Regions from separate parts of the Sus scrofa genome. Here regions 1 and 2 are each linked to region 3. Evidence: chromatin contacts called from public Hi-C and HiChIP or PLAC-seq data. All regions are on one chromosome and are shown on one strand. The core of a region is the stretch at or near the end of the contact, and the rest is flanking DNA. Distances in the headings are between cores, read along the strand shown. Region 1 overlaps ALG14 (UDP-N-acetylglucosamine transferase subunit ALG14 homolog). Region 2 overlaps ALG14 (UDP-N-acetylglucosamine transferase subunit ALG14 homolog). Region 3 overlaps SLC44A3 (choline transporter-like protein 3).

What was found. Hi-C and Micro-C count contacts between places; a contact is called where the count stands out from the background. HiChIP or PLAC-seq counts read pairs in DNA pulled down with a chosen protein or histone mark.
Region 1: a Hi-C map of omental adipose tissue shows a contact between it and region 3, with 2.8 times the contacts expected there. The contact joins two enhancer-like sites. A contact is called at or near these places in 23 of 47 Hi-C or Micro-C datasets (alveolar macrophages, blood, brain and 14 more) and 1 of 2 datasets of contacts at active chromatin or transcription factors (skeletal muscle).
Region 2: an H3K27ac HiChIP or PLAC-seq map of skeletal muscle shows a contact between it and region 3. The contact joins two enhancer-like sites. A contact is called at or near these places in 1 of 47 Hi-C or Micro-C datasets (omental adipose tissue) and 1 of 2 datasets of contacts at active chromatin or transcription factors (skeletal muscle).

What each region holds. Positions count from the first base shown.
Region 1 is chr4:122,373,894-122,378,286 of Sscrofa11.1, forward strand. All of the region lies in intron 2 of ALG14 (UDP-N-acetylglucosamine transferase subunit ALG14 homolog), which reads left to right. Among named protein-coding and RNA genes, the nearest start is that of ALG14, 33 kb to the left of the region's middle. Within about 2 kb of position 1,963, at least 13 of the 83 cell types and tissues checked have an H3K27ac peak or open chromatin away from gene starts, as enhancers often do. A contact at or near this core is called in mesenteric adipose tissue and omental adipose tissue, where this site is marked.
Region 2 is chr4:122,390,908-122,395,090 of Sscrofa11.1, forward strand. All of the region lies in intron 3 of ALG14 (UDP-N-acetylglucosamine transferase subunit ALG14 homolog), which reads left to right. Among named protein-coding and RNA genes, the nearest start is that of ALG14, 50 kb to the left of the region's middle. Within about 2 kb of position 2,049, at least 13 of the 83 cell types and tissues checked have an H3K27ac peak or open chromatin away from gene starts, as enhancers often do. A contact at or near this core is called in skeletal muscle, where this site is marked.
Region 3 is chr4:122,561,474-122,566,338 of Sscrofa11.1, forward strand. The region is part of intron 10 of SLC44A3 (choline transporter-like protein 3); the gene reads right to left. Among named protein-coding and RNA genes, the nearest start is that of SLC44A3, 58 kb to the right of the region's middle. Within about 2 kb of position 2,303, at least 49 of the 83 cell types and tissues checked have an H3K27ac peak or open chromatin away from gene starts, as enhancers often do. A contact at or near this core is called in mesenteric adipose tissue, omental adipose tissue and skeletal muscle, where this site is marked.

The sequences.
Region 1 (4,393 bases), core at 713-3,212, 190 kb before region 3:
ATTCGGTCATCTTCCAGATGCTTCCCTTCTGTGGGTGAGCCCCCAGCCCTCGGTCCAGTCTCTTCGTAACCGCCAGAGTGATCGCTCTTGAAAGCGCATCCGGTCACATGACTCGGCTTTTGGGACCTGGTCAGTGTCTGTGCTTTGCCTTCACATTTGAGGACACGCTCTTCAGCAGGGCTCTGAAGGCCCTGCCGCTCCAGCCTCGTTGTCTGCTGCTCTCTGTTGTGCTGTTTACAGACCAGAGGCCAGTCCCCGGGTAGCCCATGCCCTTCCATCCCGTCTGCTGGGCACGCGTTGGAAGAACCCCCCCCCCCCCCGCCGTATCTTGTCAATCTCATGTTAATCTTCCAAGTTAGAGCAAATGTCTCTTCCGTAAAGCCTGACCTGGTTTGTAATTCATCGTTTCTTACTTGGCACTGACATCGTACGTGGTAGTTGTGTCTCCTGTTGTGTTCATCTGATTGCCGTGATTAGCTGCCCATGTTGCCCCAGGAGACTGGTGCGTTCCTTATAAACGTCCTCACTCCTGTGTCCCCAGCCCCATTCCTGTCACCCGGTGGATCTGTGCTCACGACGAATAGGACTCTCATATCTACTGCTGTGAACAACTGTTTCATCTCTGATTTTAATGTCTTTTCCTTTTTAAAAAGAGGAAAACAGTCTTAAATTCATACCATTTTAAAGCTGAAAGGAAAGGTGTTTCAACTGCAAGTGACATAAAACTAAACTCCAAACTGGCCTGAACAATAGAGTTTGTTGACTTACAAAATGGAAAAAAATGCAGTCTCGTTTCTGGCAAGCTCGGTCCAGCTGCCTGGGAGGTCCCTGCCCCCTCCCCCCCACCTCCAACCCCGGTTGGGGTCCTTGCCACTGGCTCCCCTCCGTGCTGCCTCCTGCAGCTCCCGATTCCTCCCTCAGGGTCGTGCAAAGCACCAGCACCCCCTGGCTTCACATCTTTGCATTGACCTATGAAGAGCTCTTAGAGCACGCAGGAGAGGGAGGTAAAGCTGCTTTCTCCCAGAGGTCCAGCAAACGTCTCCTGGCCGGCGGTCTCCAGCTAGGTTATATCTCCATTTTTCGGCCAGGAGGAGTGTTATTCCACGGTGCCGAAGCCATTCCGGGCCTCCTGGAGCTGCCTGTTGAGGTTGGAGACGGGGGCTGAGTCCCACCGACACCCTCTGGCTGAGAATGTGAGCAGAACGAGGGACCCAAAGGAACATTGGATTATTGCTGACAAAAGAAGGGGCAGTGAAAGACTGGGACGAGGGCAACGCTTGTTCACTAGGAAGGACTTTAGAAATCTTTGGGGCCAGAGTCCCATCGCTGTTTCGAGAACAAATTTCTTTTTCATTTCCCCGAAGCCTGAGGCCTCCAGGCCAGGAAGAGCTGCCCCAGGCACAGTGAGGAGTAGCTGCAAGGCGAGGGGCAGGACTGGAGCGCAGCCTTGCCTGTCTTTGACAAGTCAGATGCGTGTGGGATCCCAGAGGCTGGTTGAGGATCCCTGGTCTCAGCCAGGCCTCCCTGCTTCACAGTTGAGAGAGCGAGGTCCAGAGAAGCCAACTCCCCAGAGCGACAGAGCTGGCCCTGAGCAGGACCCGGCCTGGCGCCCACGGCCCCTTCATCAGAGGTCCCTTCCTGGCACATCTCCATCAGCTACCATGAAGTGAGCAACTGCCAGGTACTCATGCATATAAAAGCTTTTCCTTGCTGGTAAATTATGGTTCTCTGGATTTCAGAATTGCTGGGTACATCATCCAACATATTTTTACTGCATATTATACTTTTCATTATTAAAAAAAAAAGTTACAAGAGAAAGCTGAAACCACTTTTGGTTGAATGAAATTTTACCATTTTCACTTTGTCTTATTTCCAAGATTCTGCAGTAGTGTGGCATTCATTAAATAATACATGTATTGTACGTTTCAATGTGTGGTAACAGCAAAGAATGACCTCATAGACCACTTGACCGGCTCTGTTGTGGTTTATGATGCCATCTGGAATCCTTGGTGGAATTATTTCCATCTAAATCACTATAAACTTCTATTTAGTTTGTCACAAATCTAAAGCCAGATATGTTTGTGGTTTTTAGCAGTGATGTAATTCTCAAAGATACTTTGAAAGTTACCCGTTGTCGTATACAATTAGCATATAACTCCGTGTTTCACATAATTTCAGACACACGAGAACCTTGAACAAAATCCATTTCTCCACTTTATTTTTTTACTCTTAGACATTCTCCCTTTGCTGTGTCTCTTGCCACTGTGGGTTTAGTTATGGATCGATCAAGTGTGTGTGTGGGGGGGGACATTGGGCGGCTGAGTAGCGTAGGGCGTCGTCCCTGCCTCTTAACTGGGGAGCTCATGCAGCTAGAAAGGATGTTTCATTCACCATGTGGCGAGAGAGAAAGGTCTCTTTCTCTGTCTTTTCTGTTACTGCCAGTTGTGTGACAGAGACCAGATCACATTGGAAGACAGGCAGACGTTGCAGGATACACATACTGACCCGCCCAGAAAGGGCTCCACTAGAGCTTACTGTCTGGGAGTGTGTGACCCAGTTGGCTGCAAGGTAGGAGCAATAGCAAAACAGCAGAACTTGCCAGAAGGGATTTGGGGCCTAAGGTTTAACAGGAAAGTCTGAGGCCCTATGTCTTTTTGTCCTGGTTTTCCCCCGCAAAGGCTCGGGGCAGGGCAGGGAGTCCGTGATAACAGCAGTAGGTGGGGAGGAGGGCAGAGCTGCAGTGCAGAACAGGGCACAAAGCCCAGAGAGAGGGGAGGGGGCCGGGAGTTCAGTTCTCCCCAAGCCAGAAAGATGCAGCCTACTCTGGGGGTTGAAAGCTGTAGGTGTCCAGGGCAGGTGAGTTGCAAAGCAGAGAAGGAAGAAGAAATGGGTCAGGGATCCACACACTCCCGGCCTCCCGTAGCAACAACAGGAGGCTGGTTCAGCTCACTATGTGTTGGGGAAGGCAGGCCTCTCAGTGGCGAGGCACAGGGACCCAAGAACAGCCTGTGGAAGGGGAAGTCAGCCACATATTTCAGGACACGGGGAAGGCCTGGCTGCTGCTTGCTGGCTCTGTCCCCCGGGAAAGTTCAGATTCCTCATCTGTGCAGTGAGGAGGATTCATTGGCTTCTTATATTCCTGAGAAGTCGTGAGATAGAGTCAGCATCTTCCCCAGCGTAGACCACAGGCTGGACTTCTGGAAAGTGTCACGACCGTCGTTTATCGGTTCAGCGAGTAGTGGCGTGGAAACCCCATCCTGCACTTTGGAATAAAGCGGGAGCAGACGAAATCCTCCCTCTCAGGGAGCTCACGCGCTGGGAGAGAGGCAGCCGGCAGTCAGGCACACCAGGAACGAGCGAGGTGGTCTGAGGTACCCGTCAGTGCTGTGAAGAGGGTAAGATAAGACGGTGCGGAGGGGGGCAGCCGTGGGGAGGGGGGCGGTGGACGAGAACGGAGTCCTCTCTGAGGAGACAGTGTGCTGGCGAGGCCTGATTTGCAGGAAGGGTCCTGCTGTGAGACAGTCTGGGGGCAGAGCAGGCTGCTCAGAATGAGCAGAAAAGGCCTTCAGGAAGACGTGAGCCTGACACATTCAGAAAATGGAAGGGAGACCCGTGGGGTGGGACAGAGCGCACGGGGAGTGGTCAGAGAGGTAGCCAGTGCCAGGTCCCGTGGGACCGTGGAGGCACCTGTCGTAAACGTGGATCGTATCCCAGGTGCACCGGGGAGCCTTTGAGGGGTTTCAAGCCAGAGGATGAAAGGGAAGAGCTGCTACACATTGTGCAAAGATCGCTGCGGAGAGTCTGTAGAGGATAAAGTGAATGTGGAGCAAACGAGACGAAGAGGCGGTTCCATAGTCAGGGTGAGGGGTGGCGATGGCTTGGACCCTGGGGGGAGCAGCGATGTTGGGAAGAGGTGGGTGGATTTGGAAAGTGCGTAGAGGCTTTGGAGGAAGGAAACATGGGCCGTCCTCCCGCAGCCCCCAGCGCTGCCAGACTCCACAAAGATCTTCGTGATCTTCATGGCTGTGCAGGAAATCTGTTTATGATGGAGCTACCGTCCATCTGTCAGTTTCTGGCGTGGGAATGCAGGAATAGTGTGTTTTGGCGGCACGTCGGAAAGTTCAGTTCTGAGTTGTTACAGAAAAGCGTAGTGAAGAGAGGAACACCAAAGCAGATATGTGTTTCTTCCCCAGCAGAAGGGGTTGAGGGACAGTTTAGCAGCCCACCGTGTTTCTCAGAGGAAGAACTTGCCCTGGGCCTCTATACGAATGCGGGGCTAGGCTGACCCTGCTTGGTCCTGTGGCCACCCCTTAACATGTTGGGTCTGGGGATGGGGGTCAGGGACGGAACAATGGATGAAGCATCCTTTGTGTCCTGCATCCTATTAATAGGA
Region 2 (4,183 bases), core at 799-3,298, 170 kb before region 3:
ATTAATCAAATTTATATTTACCAGTTTCCTGTTACAGAAAAATCACATGTAGGAGTTCCCCCTGTGGTACAGTGGGTTAAGGACCTGACATTGTCTCTGCGGTGGTGCAGATTTGATCTCTGGCCCAGGAACTTCCATGGATGCGGAAGAAAAATTAAAAAAAAAAATCACATGTAAAAGCATTGTGAGACTATATAATGTTAATTAACTTTTTGGACGAGATAGTAATTCAAAACCTCAGGTTGCTTTGGGGGAAAAGTGTGCAAATCTTGTTGCGTGTATGTTAAAAGTCATGCTTGTTTCTTCCAGGCCAATTGTCAGATGAAAAGCATCTTAGAGAAAAGTTATTAAAGTCTGTTTTAGAGGCCGGAATCTAACCCTTGCTAATTGGAATGGATGGCTGGTTTCTTCTTTTACAAGGTCATTAAATACTTTTTAGGTTGTTCTGCTATTTCATGTATCATATTTTTCAAGAAATATGGCTTTGCCAGGTATCCGTGAATGAGAGTCATAAGGTCATACGACTATTCTTAAATTTAAAAAGATAATGAGGAGTCACCGTTGTGGCTCAGTGGGTTACGGACCCAGTGTAGTCTCCGTGAGCATGTGAGTTTGATCCCTGGCCTCGCTCAGTGGGTTAAGGATCCAGTGTGGCCGCGAGCTGCAGCGTGGGTCTCAGATGCAGCTCTCATTCAGTGTTGCCATGGCTGTGGTGTAGGCTGGCAGCTGCAGCTCCAATTTGACCCCTAGCCAGGAACTTCTTTATGCTGCAGGTGCAGCCCTACCTGTGCCACCCCCCCCCCCCAAAAAAAAAAAGAAAAGTAAGAAAAAAAGACTTAAAGGAACTTTTTTGGGTGAGACGCTGTTCTGTATCTTGATTTTTGATTGTGATGGTGCTGGTGGTGGTTTTACTTAATTTTATGTTTGTCATAACTGAGACTTGTGCCCTACAAAGGGTGAATTTGACTCTGTGTAAAATTATACCTCAATAAATATGAATTTTAAAATGTGAATTATTGCCAAAAGCATCAAAACCTTTGGCTCCCAGTAGCTTCACATATGGCTTGTAATAGTCTTCGAGTCAAAGTGATTTGGTGAGTCACTGCCTGCTCCTCTCGACACCTCAGGACGTCAGGGTTTCTAAGACCTGCTCTAAGTGGCACAAATACTGGATCGAGTTACAGCATTTGTCTAAAGTTTCTGCCATAACATTCAGCCGCTTTGTATTAAGAATCTGGGTCAGAGAACATCTACAGCAGCCAAAAATGACACAGTTCATCAAATGAACTGAGATTTCTCGTCATTTCAATCTCTTATTTTGTTTGTCTCTGTAACCTTGGAAGCAGTAAATAGAGTCAGTCAAGTTTGGAAGACTGCATGTCTGATTTTAAGTGAGTCTCTCGTCCTCCAAGTGTTCTGTTCAGTGCCTAACCTGCGTTGCTTTTCCGTTTCTGTATCTCATAGACATCGGACACTTTCTTGGGCCACGATGGTAGATCTTTCCCCCTCTTCTCCGTCTGGGTAGATTTGAGATGCAGATCCATCCTGGTGATCTCAAGTCCAGTCCTTAGGAGACGTCTTTGATTCCTCTCTGCCACACCCTGCTTCTCGTCTTCACTAACAAGCTCTGCCAACCATGTCTTCTGACTTCATCACCCATCCATCCGTTTCTGTCCATCATCTCTGCCCCCGGGCCATCCACCCCCACCTCCCCGCCCATTGCATGGTCCCCTAACTTACCTGCCTCTGGAAGGGAGTTCACAACCCCTGCCAGTTAACAACCACTGTGACAATTTCACCACGTAACAACCAATGTGATTTTTTTTTTTTTTTTTTTTTTTTTTTGGTATATGAGATTCTGTTAACTCCACACTTAAAATCATCCAGCAGCTTTCTGCATTTTCAGAATGAAGTCCAGACCTCTCAGTGCAGCCTGCACATTCCTCTCTGACCTCTTCTCTCCTCTTGTCCCCTAATTTACTGCGTGTCAGCCAGAGCTGCCTGCCCGCCTCCCCCGCCAGCAGACCCAGCCGACTGATGTCTCAGAACCGCTGTTCTTGCTGCCCCCTGTGCCTGGGCCTCTTCACCCCTGCTCTGAACTTGACTGGCTCCTTTCTGTTTTCTGAGCTCAACTGTTACCTCCTCACAAAGGCTCACCCTGACGAGTAGTCCTTCCTCCAGCTCATGTCTTCATGTCACACTGCCCTGCTTAATTTTCTTTGTAGTACTAATTCCATTAAAAAACTATCTTTTTTATCTGTTACTCCATACGAAACTGCAGCCGCCTTGTTCATTGTGCTTATGCAGCAGTGCCTGGCGCTTGGTAGCCTCTCGGCGCACCTCTCTGATGAAAGTCCAGTCGCTGTGCTGGTCACTGAGAGTGCAAACAGGAGTGGACCTGGGCCCTGCCCCCAGGGGGCTTACAGTCTAGTCGAGGAGCCAAACGGGAAGGTACTTCTAATGCTTATGCCAAGTGCCATCTGGTGCCAAGTGAGTATCGCAGGAACTCAGTGGTTTGTTCATTCACAGATATCTGTCAAGGACTCTCCTCTATGACAGGATTTGTCCTTTGTGAAGAAGTTTGAAGGTGAGCTCAGTAGACAGCAGTCTTGCCCGCAGCTGAGTGGTGGTAGAGTGACAGGTCCTCTCTGGGGAGCTGGATGAGCCTTGAGAATGGAGATGCCATTTAATCGAAGATGGAGAAGGTCATTTTAAGAAAAGTGAAAGATAAGTCAGTTGAGTGACAGACACATAATGTACATAAAGTTAAAATCTTTAGGCTATCCCTTTTTTTTTTTTTTTTCCTTTTCCTTTTTACACGGCTGCATCTACGGCATATGGAAGTTCCCACGCTAGGGGTCAAATCAGAGCTATAGCTGCTGGCCTACACCACTGACACAGCAATGCAGGATCCAAGCCACATCTGCGACCTACACCACAGCTCACAGCAACGCCAGGTATTTAACCCACTGAACAAGGTCAGGAATTGAACCCATGTCTTTATGGATCCTAGTCAGGTTCATTAACCACTGGGCCACGAAGGGAACTCCTAGGCTATACCTTTATTAACTAGCAATTTCAATTTAATATTTATTGCTATTAGAAATTAATGGAATCTGGAACTTAAGGCCTGAATGTAGTAGCAAGGTAGTCGTTTTTTGTAAGGTTCAGTCTTATGGCAGATTGGGCTTTTTTCCTCTATAATTCCCATATACAGATTTCTTTTCATTGACATATAATAGAAGTTGGAGGAAATGGTTTATCTTTTGATTCATGTGAATTGAAGTCATAGTTTTTAAAATTTTTAGAAAAATAGCACTTACTGAACTCTCCCTACGTATCAGGTGCTGTTCTAGGCACCTTATGTATGTACATATTAACTCATCTCATTCTCCTAACAGTCCCTGACGAAGTGTTCCTCCCTCTTTACCTCCTTCTGGAGCTCCAGAAGGATCCAAATCCAGAGAGATCTAAGTACCTGAAGTCACAGAAATGGTCAACAGCAGCCTAATTCCAGTTCTCTTTGCAAATGGACAACTTGCTCAATGAAAAACTTAGCTAGTACTTGTCTAAATGTCTGTATTAGAGCAGACACTGAAAGTGATGACTTAAACATGGCCTGTGTCCTCAAGAAGCTTATATTTAGTTAGCTTTAAAAAAATGGAGTCATGAAACAACAAGCAGGCATGAAATAGAGAGTAATTCCATTGGGGGAAGTTCCTTGAATCAGAAATAGTTCTTCTGGGAGTTCCCATGGTGGCTCAGTGGTTAGTGAACCCGACTAGCATCCATGAGGACAGGGGTTTGATCCCTGGCCTTGCTCAGTGAGTTAAGGATCTGGCGTTGCCATGAGCTGTGGTGTAGGTTGCAGAAATGGCTCAGATCCCGTGTTGCTGTGGCTGTGGCGTAGGCCGACGGCTACAGCTCCAATTAGACCCCTAGCCTGGGAACCTCCATATGCCGAGGGAGTGGCTCTAAAAAGACCAAAAGAAAGAAAGAAAGAAAGAAAGAAAGAGTTCTTCTGTCTTTTCAGCCTACAGCTTAAGTTAGTACTTGAGATTATTTTGAAAAGCATTTGAACACAACTTTGAAATAATTATAGATTATTTTGCCTTTTTAATTTTGAAATAATTGTAGATCCCAAGAAGTCACAGAAATAGTGCCTGGTAGCATTCATGTCCCC
Region 3 (4,865 bases), core at 1,053-3,552:
CTAGAGACTCTCCTACTGAGTGAAGTAAGTCAGGAAGAGAAAGACAAATACCATATGACATCACTTATATCTGGAATCTAATATATAGCACAAATGAACCTTTCCACAGAAAAGAAAATCATGGACATGGAGAATAGACTTGTGGTTGCTGAGGGGGAGAGAGTGGGATGGACTGGGAATTTGGGGTTAATAGATGCAAACTATTGCCTTTGGAATGGATAAGCAATGAGATCCTGCTGTGTACACTGGGAACTATATCTAGTCACTTATGATGGAGCATGATAATGTGAGGAAAAAAATGTATATGTGTATGTGTAACTGGGTCACCTTGCTGTACAGTAGAAAACTGACAGAACACTGTAAAGCAGCTATAATGGAAAAAAATAAAAATCATTATATATAAAACAATTTTTTTCCAATAACAGAAAAAGAAAAAAAACAAGTCTGGCTTTACAATAATGTGATGCTGCTGACATGTACATGTACTCACTCAGAGCAAGTTGCTTGAGTAAGAGTCTTTGATACTTTTTTTTTTTTTTTGTCTTTTTGTCTTTTTAGGGCTGTACCCCAGCATATGGAACTTCCCAGGCTAGGGGTCCAATCGGAGCTGTAGCCACTGGCCTACACCACAGCCGCAGCAACGCCAGATCCGAGCCGTGTCTGTGACCTACACCACAGCTCAGGGCAATGCCGGATCCTTAACTCACTGAGCGAGGCCAGGGATCGAACCCACAACCTCATGGTTCCTAGTCGGATTTGTTTCTGCTGTGCCACAATGGGAACTCTGATTCTTTGAGACTTTTAGATGGTATAAAAGAGGGTAACTTCCCAGGCTTCTAGTCAGCATTTGCTCCTTGGACCATTAAGCTCAGTGCTGGTGAATGCCAATGAACAAATGCCCAGGGGAAAGGCATTTTGTAGGTACACGAAGGGGACAAAGCACAGAACTAACCGCTGGCCCGGGAACTTGTGCATACCCTGGGCCTGGCCAAAAAAACCCCCCACTATTTACAAAGAAATACAAAACTTCTCTCTGGTTCAAATCGTCTCTGGTACTAACAGTTTAGAAAGCAGTGATGCCATTTGCATTTGGCAAAATCTTTTTACTCCTTGGTAGCTAAGGTTCAATGATTTCTTGGACTAAGTTCACTGCTTTTGGTGGCACTCAAGTGTTATGACATGGAAAAGAGAATTACAAAGACAAAAAACAAAAAACGATGAATTAAAATGAACACGTTTTCCTCTTTACCACATCTACCAAACCTTTCAATTGCACCTAGATCCCATGTTCATTTTCAGAAGCTTAATTACGTAACATGCCCCAAGGTTTAAGCCACACACGTGCATATGTAAACACTGCCAGTAAGAGCGCCACCGAATCACGTGACTGGGGCTGGCCACCAGAGAGCGGTGGGCTTGCCGGGAAGGGGGCGCGGTTCTGGCTCCTGAAATCCAGCGGATGCCTCCTCTGCTCTTTAAAGGTCACTTCACTGTGAATCACTTATGGGACTGTCATGACACAGCTCCCAAGAATGCAAGAGTCCGTTTCACAGGCAGGAAAAAAAGGGGAAAACAAGAGAACGGGTACAGCTTCAGCCCCCCCCAAACCTTAGAGATAAAACAAGGGCAACCTCGGCCCCGGCCCTCGGCCCTCGGCGGCCCGTTCCAGAAAATCAGGCCCTTTCCGAGAAGCTCCTTCACTGATTCCAAGTGAAGCTTGCTTTCTTCATAATGGATTATTCTACGGCTTGCTCGGGTTGCTAAGTCCCGCGAGTTAAGGCTTTGACAAGAGCCCAGTTTTGAGGGAGGAGAAGGAATGCGGCCAGAAATGTTTCAAGTGTTGGCAAGCGCTGTGTTTTGCTGTGACTTAAATCATGCAGGAAGGGAGAGAGAACCCTAAAGTAATATCGGGAGCAGAATAACTGCAATCCAGTTGTCCCACAGTGAGGGCGACGTGTGTCTCCACTCAATATTGTTGAAAATAGGAAATGCCAGGGAGTCTGTTCCTGATACGAATTCATTTAGATCTGATAAACTACAAGAGCGGCAGAGCCAGGAAAATCTGACACGTTTTTTCCTTTTCCTCAAATTTTTTAAAAGGAAGAATATTCACTTTCCCCTTCATGAGATTTATGGGCCTTTGGACATACTATGGTGCTCAGGCAGGGATGCAGGGAGAAGGGGGCGGGGCCTGCCTGCCATTGTAGACAAAGGATTCACGGGCCACTGTGAATGGGGCCTTGGGGGCCCCGCTGGTCCTCCAGGTCCTGAAGACTGGGGTTGGGCATCAGCCTTCTGAGGTTGGCCGGGATGGGATTCATCATTTCAGGCAGGGGAGTGCCTGCACTGTCTCGGCTGCCTTTGTCCATGCTGCATCCTGATGATGAGTCTAGGGCTTGGCTAGAAGAAGAGGCAGAGGTTCCAGAAGCTGAGTTTCCACGTGATGGGAGAAAGCCTGAAAAGAAGGCCAGCTCCCAAAGCAAGCCAGTTTGCAGAGCTAGGATTACTCCATACCCTCCCTGAGAACTCAACACTGCCCACAGTGCAGGGTCTTTGAGCCCCCACCTTCTCTTCCTGGACCCCTTTATGGTCAAAGGTAACATCGCCTCGTCACCCCTCCTCTGCTGTGAGTGTGGCTGGGCCTTCATCTCTGCTTCCGCCACAACCAGCAAAGCCTGCCTTCAGGAAGGGGATCTGATCACACCTGGTGAGGCTTAAACCAATGCTTCACCATGTTTTGAGAATTGGCATTCAGGACCGCAGGGCAGCGAGGGGCATGTAGGGCAGCTCGGTGATGGGCTTAGAAGGACGCTGGGGCCTCCCATCAGGCCAGGTCTCTACAGGGAGTGCCGTGTGCTGAGCACCTTGCCCTGGCTTCTGTGGGTGGTGGCAGTAGGAAGACTTTGGGTCGTGTGAGATGGCAGGAGACTTCAGGATGCACCCAGCTTGCCCAGCTCCCCCTCTTTTAAACAAGTGGCTGTCCTGAGTGCCGGGGCCCTGTGTGATGGAGCCAGGGCCCCAGGACACCAGGCCAGCTCAAGTCGCTGGGCCAAGGGTTTAATGGTCCCGTCCATCAAGTCTGCATCTGTAACACCTTTGTGGTCAGAATATGTAACTTGCTTGGACAATGGGCGTAAGTCAAAGCCAGCAACTTCAGGGGCCCAGGGGCGGGTTGTAGCTCTGGTTAGATCCAGCCTAGGGCTCAGGAAGCACTCTAACAGTACGGAAAGTGACTTTTGTTCTGAGGCTCCTGGACAAGGACCAGCGGCACAGAATGGATGTTCTCCAGTGAAAATCCAGTCCTGAGCGAAGGCGCACGATCGGGTCCCTGCAGAGACCCTGTCTTTTCCTGATGAGTCTTCCAGAAAAATCCCTGCAAGATGGGGTTGGGGGAGGTCTGTGGGGAAGCCGTGAGGTTCAGCCTTCCAATCCCACAGAAAACCGGCAGTCTTTGTTCTGGAGAACAGGTCCTGGGCAGCTCCTGCCGAGGTTAGGAAACACATCTGTCTCCCACCGGAACGCCGTCGGCTCAGCTGTGATCCGCTCCCTGACTTCTTCCTCGGCGAATCCGCAGCAGCTGGAAACCATCTTCTGCGTATTTGCAGACTGTGAAGTCCTGCCTCCGTGGGTCCCTTCTCCAAACGGAGCACCCCTGGCTCTTTCCTGTAACACCGCAGCCACGTCCTTACGGCTCTTAGTTACCGGGCTTCCGGCAAATGGTTGCAAAGGGGAAATTATACAGGTTGCCCATGTCCCGGCCCTCGATGGTCTTTGGGTGAACTCTTCAGCCCTCTTACGGCTTAAACGAATGACAGAGATGAATGCGCTCCGGCTATATTTAATTCTCACCCCGGGAGCAGGCCTGAACGAGCGATTAAAGAATTGTGAACCCTGAGATAAGGAAAATCTTGGAGGTTTCAAAATCAGGCACACAGAAAACATGCGCAGCTCTTTAATGGTCTTACATGAAGAAGTGCTAAAAATAAATCATCTTGCATTTTAGTTTAGTTTATTTTTATCAACTATGTGAAATATCTTAAAAAGTCAAGGACTACTGCTAGGAGTAACAGGAAAAACAGCAGTTTCCTTTCCCCACTGCTAATTTTACTCCCTAGAGGTAATATTTTAGCTGATTCTTCTGGAACTCATTCTTACCTCTTTTTTTTTTTTTTTTTTTTTTAATGGTCTCACCCATGACACCTGGAAGTTCCTGGGCCAGGGACTGAACCCCAGCTGCAGCTGTGACAACACCAGATCCTTAACCCATTGTTCAGGGCCTGGATCAAATCCGTGTCTCCACATCGACCCCAGCTGCTGCAGTCGGGTTCTTGACCCACTGCGCCGCAGCGTGAACTCCACCCTTACGCTTGTAAATTACACGATTTTACTGGTATCTCTTGCTCTTTCTGCCTCAGAGACGGTCTGCCGACTTCCCACTAAGGACGCTGCTGGTGTCTTTCTCCTACCCAGCCCAAACACCCCAGCACACTCAATTTCCAACCCTCCCCTTCTCATGATGACACTGAAATTGTAAATGTTTTCCTCCGAGCTTTACCGAGACATAATTGACACAGAACATTATGTAAGTCCGAGGTGTATGATGGACGGATTTGACACACTTCTGTGTTGGCAAGGTGCTTACTGCCATAGCCTGAGCTAACACCTCCATCCCTTATCATTACCGTTTCTTTTTTGCGGTGAGAACATTTCAGATCTTTTGGTAACTTTCAAGTATATGATGCAGTCTCAGAACCATAATCATCACGCTGTACATTAGATCCCCTGAACTTACTCAGCGTTAAACTGGAGGTCTGTACCTTTGACCCAATACCTCCCCTTTCTATGATCCCTCAGCCCTGGTAAAT